Regions from separate parts of the Mus musculus genome. Here regions 2 and 3 are each linked to region 1. Evidence: chromatin contacts called from public HiChIP or PLAC-seq data. All regions are on one chromosome and are shown on one strand. Each heading gives the region's core, a stretch centred on a gene start, on an enhancer-like site or on the middle of the called end of the contact. The rest is flanking DNA. Distances are from core to core; before and after follow the strand shown. Region 1 overlaps Esr1 (estrogen receptor 1 (alpha)). Region 2 overlaps Syne1 (spectrin repeat containing, nuclear envelope 1). Region 3 overlaps Esr1 (estrogen receptor 1 (alpha)).

Region 1 (3,212 bases), core at 186-2,685:
TAAGTGGTTGCATCATTTAATTCTTACAATAAGTAAAACTGAAATCATCGAATGCTAACCAATCATGTATTTTTCGGTCTCCTTGACTAACCTTGAAGTGAATAAACCATTTTTTATTTCATGATTTCTTCAGCCTGTGTCTATCCACAAAGCCCATCTCTTCTTCTTGGTCCATTGTACCATATCCCATTTCATCAGATGAATCACTGACCTGATTGTAGAATAGCAAAATAATGTCCCTTAAGAACTCCACACTGGTTGTTGTCATTTTGTGTTCTGACAATTCTGTAGTTGAAATTCTTCTTTCAACTGAAAGATGCTGTTTTTTTGGCCACCTGAATTTAATTTGTTTAAGCCACTACCTTGCTTTTAGAAACTATATATATTGGCTAGTGAGGTGACTCAGCAGGTAAAGGTACTTGTTGCCAAGCTTGGTGAACTGAGTTTGGTCTCTTTAATGAACATAGTGGAAGGAGAGAACTGATCCTGCCTGTTGTCCTCTGACCTCCGCATTTTGTGTTATGGTATGCCTGTGCACACAAGTGTGTGCCTGCAAACATACACACACACACACACACACACACTTCAATAAATAAAAAAATGTAAAGAGAGATTAAATGACTGTGCAAATCTTTGATATCCAATTAGTCAAATTGTAATATAAAGATATCTTCTAATTAAATAAAACGGTCAGAAACTCATTTAGAATAAGTATTCCTGGAACAAAACAAATGTTTCCTTTTGGATTAAAATATCTTTCTTGACAAGCAGGTGTTTTTAACGAGATGACAATTTGCCGCTTTCCATGTTTCTAGAGGGTTGAGTAGCTTTCTGGGATGACTGGTCTAGGTTTGGGGGCTTTACCTTTTGTGTGCCTAGATCTCTGGGATCTATTTACTCCCAACTTGGTCTATTAAACTCCAAAGGCCAACTTGTGCACCTTCAGTGTCACCATGGCTGACTGAGTTTGGCTTGAATTTCCCTAATGTGCAAGAAATTTACGCCCCAGTGATGACAGATGTTAGTTTTTGTATTTTTTTTAGGGCTTAACCACTGGTGAATTATAGAAAGGAGAGAATGTCATTATTGGCCCTCAAGACAGCTAAGATAGAGGAAAGATAAGAATCTGTGAGTCCACTAGACAACATCTCTATTGGAGTCTAATTAAAAGAACTTACTATTTCCCAATTCCACCTACTTATAATACTGCAAGCAAAACAACAACAACAACAACAACAACAACAACAACAACAACAGCCTCATCAAAGATACTTAAAGTTTATCTCATACAGGAGTCTACGGTTTGACTTTATGCTTTGTGTTAGGCTCTAGTAGAAACCTGGCTGTTTCCTTTTGGCATACTTCTTACCGTTCTCTGTTCAACCATGCCTAGCTTAAAATTACTCATGCTAAGATTTTTTTTTTCTTACTAAATCCACAGCCTCAAGGAAGTGCTTGGACACTGAAATTGATCGGCAAGCATTAGACTTGGGTGAGATGGAACTTAGATATGTGTTTCTTTCTTTCCCACAGCAGATGGTCGCTCAGGTAAGTCACAGCTGAAAGGTCAAAGTCATTAGGAAAGCAAGGCCGCACTTCCACCCTTGTGGCCATACTGAGGATGAAGAGGTAGAGAGTTTAGTGGTAAAAGTTTTGTTTTTGATTTTTCCTGGCTTGTGGTGTTTGAACTTTGACAGCAGATATCACAGCTTCAGGGGTGTTGATACTGCATCTCACAAGAGTCATGAGCTGCTTGGTATTGACATTCTGTTTTTTTCAGATGGATCATTGACTGTGTTAACTCTTTCTCCTTCCCTAGATCCAGGGAATCTGAGCTTTGCTTCTGTGGCTAACCAAACTCTTCCACACAGTGTGTTCAATTCTAACTCATTCAAATTTGCCTTTTTGTTGGTGTTTGGTATTTGGGGTTGAACTTGGGACCTTGTACATACTGAACACATAGTCTTCCACTGACCCATGTCCCTAGTCCCTGTTCATCTTTGGATGGATACTCCTTTGTGGTATAAGAGAGGTGAATATGTGCAGGTACACATATTTGTTAGTATATATGCACACAAAAGCCAGAAGTCAACCCTGGGATTGTTTGCCAAGAGTTATCCACCTTAATTTTTTCAAGGTTAATTTTTTAATGGTCTATCTCTGGTCTGGAGTGCTGGGATGCCTGAGTGAGCTCCTGTCTCTGATTCCCCAACCAGTACCCACATGGTGCTGGAATTATAAGCATGTACCACCTTACCTGGCTTTCTATGTAAGGGCTGGGAATTGAACTCATAGCCCAGGATTTGGCAGCAAGCACTTCACCTACTGAGCTATCTGCCAAGCCTGAACGGTTACTTCTTTGAGGAACATTTTTCCTGGTGAGCTGATTGTTTGGTGTGTTAAAACCTAAGTGCTGTTTAATAATTCTTGAGGCAAACTCCCTGTGATTTAATTTGAAAAGATCAAATGACCTTGTTATTTCAATCTAGCACTTATCACTCAACCGCATCCAGGAGAGCCCTAACATAATGGCAAAGGGAAGAGAAGTGGGGCTGCTTAAGGAAGGCAAAATCTAATGAAATGGTGGCAGCGCCTTGCTCTGGAGCGAAGCAAGGTTTCCTCTTGTGGTAGCGCATGTATTCATTAGGGCATTATTTTATAAACATAAAATCTAATAAAGAGGTGGACGGTTCCTGTGCTGTAACGAGGGCAGGCATCTGTTCTTGAACAGCTTAAGCTGGCTGTTAAAGTGTAAGTAACTCTACAGGAGCCGAAGGTGAAACCCGGTTCTCCGAATAGTTTTCTACCTTACAGTATTGGCAGCAACATTTCCTTGTAGAACGTTTGTTTGCATTCTTACCATAAAGGGGAAAAAGAAAGTTTTGGATGCAACAAATCACTTTTGAGAAACTTAGTGTTGTTCCTGTCTATTTCGTTTTGCCACATTGTTTATTTGACTTGGTCCGGATGTTTGCCTCTGTTTCCTCAGGCCATTCAAACATAGGAGATCAATAGTTTGAATTGAGAAAGCTCATTTAAGGCCTTCGGCTGTGGGAAGATGCTTTCTGAAGTATGGGTTCAGGTTCTAAATATGTGTTTCTCTCCTCTCATCTATAAGGAATATTTTCCTCAAATGGAATAGAGTGATATTCGATTTTTGTGTGTGGGGGGGAGGGCTTCACTGAACTGGTTAAAAAGGCTTCAAATTGAAG
Region 2 (3,212 bases), core at 493-2,992, 210 kb after region 1:
ACTTAGTTTACCACTTAGTTTCCCTTGAGGCAGAATAATACAGGGGAGACGAATGGTGGCGAGCTCATTTCCGGGGGGGATTAACAGTGAGCAGCAGTTCAAAGGTTCTAGAGAGAAATCCCACCCACTTCGAGATCTACCCAGACTGTGTTATACAGCACAACCAGTAAGCACAGAGAGATCTGCTCTTCTGGAACACCAAGACTCGGGATTCATCCGTCATCCTACAGTATCAGACAGGAGGGGGTGGCTGCAGCTACAGCTTAGGTTCAACTGATACAAGCAGAAATTCTCAGGATTGGTGACTCCCCTCTAAAGAAAAGAAGCTCCCTCCTTAAGAGTTGAGATGGGTTTGTCTCCCTCTGAGTAGCTTCCTCTGCTTGTTGGCCATGATGCAGAAAACATATGCTAGGGCTCCCCCTTCACCAACATCCACAGAGAGGGTGGTCACACGATAAAAGGAAATCACCTATTTCTTTGAGAAGTTGATGTGCCCAGAGTGAATTAGGCAGTTTAAGTGATTGGCTTTTGGTTAGTCAAAGGTAGGCTCAGTAAAGCTGGAGTCTTTGCTCTAGGCTGTAATTTATAGAAGGATCAATCACATGTCCAGACGCAGCTAAGACTCAAGGCTAGTCTCCACTACTCTGCCATCAAAAATAGAGCAAGTTTCTCATCTTCTACGAGCCTGTCTTTTCTCATTTGACACTGCATTTTCTCCAAACACTAGTATTTAGTGTTTGTAACAAATGATCGATCACCTTTCATATGTCAAGTGCTGTACTATATCTATCCCAGGATGTGGTGTGTTGACAGGAAGACACAGGCAAGTGACAATTTAAAAAGCACTGTCAAACACCACAGGTTTGACAATGTTGTGTTAGTTTGATAGTTTTTCCTTCTTAGCATTCATGTGCTCAATGTCTCCAGGGAGCAGTTTGAATATGCATCCTTCCTGTTTGTCTCACAACATGATGACACTGCTTTCATTTGTTTACTGTGGAGCTATGACTGAAAAAAAAAAACCAAAAACTAAATATGTGGGCTGCAAGCATTGGGTGCAAGCCAGGGCCAAAACCTTTTTTGCAAAGATGTAAATCCCTAAGAAGGGTGGCATTTGATGTTGTTTATAAACTAAATATCCAAGCTATATATAAATGAACCATTTCTTTCTTTGGATTCAGTTGAAACCCTGAAATTTACCAGCTCAGCACATATATTGTCTTAAGGGTACTGCCGCCATGGTATATTGCCTCCAGAGTGAGACAGCTGAATAGGTAGTACATTTTTTTTCTAACAGTAAGTGTTTTTATCAAGACATTGTGGGTGGGTGTAAACAGACACACACACTCACACACAAATGCACACATACAAATGCATATACATGAGCAATTCTAGTGGTGCAGTGTTATATATTTACATTACAGCTAGAATCACACATAGTTCTATACAAGCAACAGAGGAAGAAAAGCAATATAATCCTCAAGGGAGCTAGCTACAACAGATCCCTTGGGCAGCTGAAAAGCCAATTCCCTTTTGCTTTTCTTCTGATGCTCCCAAGCATCTGCTTGAAGCTGGCTTCCTCATCCTCATCTGTGGACCCTCCCAGTTACTCCTGCACATCAGCCGCTTCGAAGGGAGCAGAGCCGGCTGGCTCCTCCTGAGCTGGCGTAACGCCATCTGTGTTCAGCAGAGTTTGGCGACTTTTACAAGGAGTAGAGCACTGGCTTGTTTCCTGTTTTGGATTCATATTTGACAGTAGTTCACCGGAAATGACAAACCCAGGAGCCACTAAAACCTCTGGGTCCCTCTCCTCCAGAAGTATTACATCCTGGCACCTGGCCAGACCCAAAACTACTATCTCACTGGTTTAAACACTCGAGTGTAGATTGGACTGGGACAGAATAATTATGTGTTAGTTTCATACCTCAGGAGTCTGGCAGAGGAAGATCCTAGAAGCATACTCTATCTACTTCCTTTTTTTTTTTTTTTTTTCAGGTTTTGGCCTGCTCACAGGCACAGTGTATAAATCTCCTCAGAGCATATCATGTGGCCAAACACCACTTTCAAGCTGTATTTTCAAGTAGATATATGTACTCTATCGACAATTTTAGAAAATATGAATGTCTGACTTAGTTAGTAATAATAATACTTTCATGGAATGATTACACGATTTGCCTGAATGAGAAATCATCATATGACTATCAATTTCTTCATCTCCAAAATATGATAATTCTGGCATTATTTTTATCCTCAGAGGTACCTAAGTATTAGGACATATACGGAGGACATTGCCTTCATTATTCCCCATAGGCAAACAACACTTAGCTGCTATAGGCACTGGCTTGTCCAAAGAAATGGCCTCTGCATCTAAGAGCATCAAAGTCTTGGGATCAGACGACAATCAGTCGGGAAAGAAGACTATGATCCATGCTGGCAGATAACCAGGAGGAAATGGGAATGCGCCGGACTATGATCCATGCTGGCACATAACCAGGAGGAAATGGGAATGCGCCGGACTATGACCCATGCTGGCACATAACCAGGAGGAAATGGGAATGCGCCGGACTATGATCCATGCTGGCACATAACCAGGAGGAAATGGGAATGCGCCGGACTATGATCCATGCTGGCACATAACCAGGAGGAAATGGGAATGCGCCGGACTATGATCCATGCTGGCACATAACCAGGAGGAAATGGGAATGCGCCGGACTATGATCCATGCTGGCACATAACCAGGAGGAAATGGGAATGCGCCGGACTATGACCCATGCTGGCACATAACCAGGAGGAAATGGGAATGCGCCGGACTATGATCCATGCTGGCACATAACCAGGAGGAAATGGGAATGCACTGGACTATGATCCATGCTGGCAGATAACCAGGAGGAAATGGGAATGCGCCGGACTATGATCCATGCTGGCACATAACCAGGAGGAAATGGGAATGCGCCGGACTATGATCCATGCTGGCACATAACCAGGAGGAAATGGGAATGCGCCGGACTATGATCCATGCTGGCACATAACCAGGAGGAAATGGGAATGCGCCGGACTATGATCCATGCTGGCACATAACCAGGAGGAAATGGGAATGCGCCGGACTATGATCCATGCTGGCACATAACCAGGAGGAAATGGGAATGCGCCGGACTATGACCCATGCTGGCACATAACCAGGAGGAAATGGGAATGCGCACTATGATCCATGC
Region 3 (3,212 bases), core at 343-2,842, 150 kb before region 1:
TACTTTTCCTAAGCACTTCTTAATAGTTTGGGGGCTGAAAACTGCGCTTTTCAAAATTGCTTCTCACGAACCAGTAAATGATGAAGTCACTTTACCAAGTCTAAGTTTTAAAAATGGAACAAACCCTAAAAGAATAATGTCTTAGAGTGAGTACATGGTTATGCAGTCAGGGCAGGTTCTGACTTTCGGAGTCTAGAAGTGCTAGACTGGTGTAACAAAGTCTTACACTGTGGGTCGGGAGCAAAGAAGGTTGAAAGATACAGGCCTAAGATATATTTAGGAGAAAAGCAAAATGTGTAGGTAAGTTGCTGTAATTTTATTTATATAAAGAAAAAAGCTAATTTGTCCATCTTCATTTTATCTTTTTTTCCATCTACGTTGGCTTGGTGTCTATGGACCAATAAGAGCAAGATTTATTATTCCTGATTGTGGAGTGGGGCTGCTTCGTGAGCTCTTTATGAGAACATATTTGAGTGGGCCACAGGATGTTCAGGGAATTTGGGCAAAGCTTGATTTACTCTGAGTCTACATGCTGTGGTTCCTTTTTCCATTGGCCACAACATGCAGCCATATTTAGGTATGAGGAGATGTAGCAGGTAAAATAGCTTGGGGCATGTAATTAAGTGAGAAACACTGCCACTTGTCCAGGTAACTTGTTGCAGAGACATGCTCTGTTGGTAATCAACAAGCTGTGGTTTTGTAGGTTGTGTGTTACTGAGAATTTCATGGAAGTCATTTTATTCAGAATTCTTAGGGATTCAGACAACTTTGAGGATTTCAAAGAAAGTTCAAGGCGAAACACTTCTGTTCACTGAGGCTTTAAAAAAAATTCAACACAGGTGTTTAATGCTGCCTGAATATTTTGAATTTTGTCAGTATGTCTAGGTGCTACGTTTCAAACCAGACCAAAGCAACCCAAACTTAAGAAACAAGCCGTCCACATCAGCCAATCCTCTGATAATTTGGATCCCGATGTCTGTGTAGTCTGGAGAACTACTTTGTCTGTGGTGATCACTGAAGACCACCTTTCTGCTTTGAGGAGGTCTTGGGAGAGAGTTGAGGGATGGATGTTCATGTTTCCCGTGGTTCCCCCCATGCACTTGAATGATCAGACCACCCCTTTTCTTTTGGTCTTTACATGTCTTAATCATTTAAATTGCTGCCGACCACCTGCCATGTTAAGTTGGTCTAAGAATAGTGCAAGGAACCACACATTGCTCGGGACGGAGCGTATGCTTGGATGTGGATGGAATCACATCTGTGTCCCTTCTCTTTTGTTGCCAGCCCCATGTGGCTCTTACTGCCACGGAGAGAGCTCTCAGGGGTAATTGCTATTTCCTCCAATCTTATGCGGTGCTCTGTTAACTTGGATCCCATTCCCCAGTTTATACATTCATAAAGTTGTGAAGTTCATAATTTGAGAGAATTCGGGTTGAGCACTTTTGGTTTCTTATACTTTAAAACAGAAGGCAGGGGCAGTAGACAGCAGGGAGGGTGAGGACGGCAAGAACACAGGGCTTTACATAGGAGACTGTGCATGTGAAGGCAGTATGTAAGCTACATGAAAATTGCAGGCTTTTAAGTTACTTTACCCACATTTGAATAGCTGTTTGTACATTTGTGTGCACTAGAGCAAGAGGAAGGGACACATATGAGTGGCCAAGAGTTTCTTTATAAACAGAGAGTAGCGGTAACAAGAAATGTTTTTCCTACAAGCCAGATCTGCTGGTCATCAGAAAGAACATGTGTGTTAGTATATCCAAAGTCAAAAGGATCATGTGAAAAGTTTTACATGAAGAAATTCTCAGATTTGAGTCATGTTTTTTACCAACTCCATATTATACACAACTTCAGCCCTCTTCTATCTTCCCTGTGATGCCAGGGTTCTTTTTAGTGTAATTTTAGAAGGTCCAGCTTGAGAGAGCAGTGTATGGAGTGTGGCGGTCAGGTCCTGTGTCTCCCTGCCTCTCCCCTCCAGCCCTGGGAGACCATGACGGTGAAAGGGGAGAAAGAAACAAATTAACTTTTCTTTAGAATGTTGAGTCTCAGTTCACTAATTCAGGAAAGGAAGATACAGAATGGCTACTCTTGTTTAGAACCAAAATACATAGCCCCCAGGGAGATTCTAGATAAAGCCAAAAGTACTGCTGTTTACCGACCAGAGTGAAAGCTTAAGAGCTTTCACCAAGAGGAGGCAGTGGCTTGACAAAGTTACTAAGGAGTCTTTTTTTACTGGTCCAGCTCTTGCAGTGAATTGATGGATAGTTTTGTTTTTCAAAGAGCTCCCTCTTCATCCTGCTGTCCTACTCCCAGAGTGTTCAACTGAAGGTTAAGGGAGACACCTTTATGATATGCTTGGTCTCAGGATAGGAGAAAAATAGTTGCTGTGTGCTGTGCCTGAAGAATATTAATAGAAATTCCAGGAACACATTTGCCTTAATCAATAGTGTCTAAAGTGATGCATACTTAACTGTATTTGGTTAAAATGCGACACTTAGAAAGATATGTATTCCATTACCAACCGACAGAATTTTATGTAGTTTAATGAAGCAATTTCAAGTGAGTTGGTTTAGACAATAAGGTTGCTGTAACTGTTTATAAGTGATATGGTTAAGTCCGGTGGTGACCTGTGATGATAGTGTGGGAGATGGTGGTAATGATGGTGATGGTGGTGATAATATTGAAGGTGACAGATGAAGTCTTTGATGGTAACAATAGTGACAATGATAGTTACAGAACACTAGGCTCTGTCTGGGTATGGTGTTTTTCTGGATACCATGTAGCATCGGGATGTTTATCCTATACAGACATCAAAGGCTTCTAATACACTTGGATTTATTTTATTTGGCTATGATTTAAGAATCAGAAAATCCCAGTGATATTATCAACCAGATTGATATTTGTAATTCTCCTAAACACGTACTACTGCTATGTGAAAATGTCAAACCTAAACCACAAACAAATGTAGGATTCCAATCCTTTAACATTTTATGTTATTATGAATGTATTTTCAAAACATTCCCACCTCCCCCGACTCAGTTTCTCCCCACCCCCACTATAATTTTGTACTTTTTGGAGTCCTTATGCATTATAGTTAGAAAAACTTTGGAAGTTCACTTGGCGCTAGTAAAGTTTGTTAAGTAATGTTCAGGAATAGGCATGTTAATGCGAGCCCTTAAAACTCTCAGATTTACTGTTGATCTGGAGAGTGG

The links. HiChIP or PLAC-seq counts read pairs in DNA pulled down with a chosen protein or histone mark.
Region 2: a contact with region 1 is called in an H3K27ac HiChIP or PLAC-seq map of large pre-B cells, with 3 times the contacts expected there. The contact joins two enhancer-like sites. A contact is called at or near these places in 1 of 484 Hi-C or Micro-C datasets (uterus), 1 of 115 datasets of contacts at active chromatin or transcription factors (large pre-B cells) and 1 of 9 other capture datasets (adipose tissue).
Region 3: an H3K27ac HiChIP or PLAC-seq map of large pre-B cells shows a contact between it and region 1, with 2.5 times the contacts expected there. The contact joins two enhancer-like sites. A contact is called at or near these places in 1 of 115 datasets of contacts at active chromatin or transcription factors (large pre-B cells) and 3 of 9 other capture datasets (adipose tissue, liver and pancreatic islet).

The regions. Positions count from the first base shown.
Region 1 is chr10:4,867,281-4,870,492 of GRCm38.p6, forward strand. The region is part of intron 5 of Esr1 (estrogen receptor 1 (alpha)); the gene reads left to right. Among named protein-coding and RNA genes, the nearest start is that of Esr1, 160 kb to the left of the region's middle. Within about 2 kb of position 1,436, at least 6 of the 459 cell types and tissues checked have an H3K27ac peak or open chromatin away from gene starts, as enhancers often do.
Region 2 is chr10:5,078,354-5,081,565 of GRCm38.p6, forward strand. All of the region lies in intron 127 of Syne1 (spectrin repeat containing, nuclear envelope 1), which reads right to left. Among named protein-coding and RNA genes, the nearest start is that of Gm51757, 250 kb to the right of the region's middle. Within about 2 kb of position 1,743, at least 70 of the 459 cell types and tissues checked have an H3K27ac peak or open chromatin away from gene starts, as enhancers often do.
Region 3 is chr10:4,714,964-4,718,175 of GRCm38.p6, forward strand. All of the region lies in intron 2 of Esr1 (estrogen receptor 1 (alpha)), which reads left to right. Among named protein-coding and RNA genes, the nearest start is that of Esr1, 6.4 kb to the left of the region's middle. Within about 2 kb of position 1,593, at least 10 of the 459 cell types and tissues checked have an H3K27ac peak or open chromatin away from gene starts, as enhancers often do.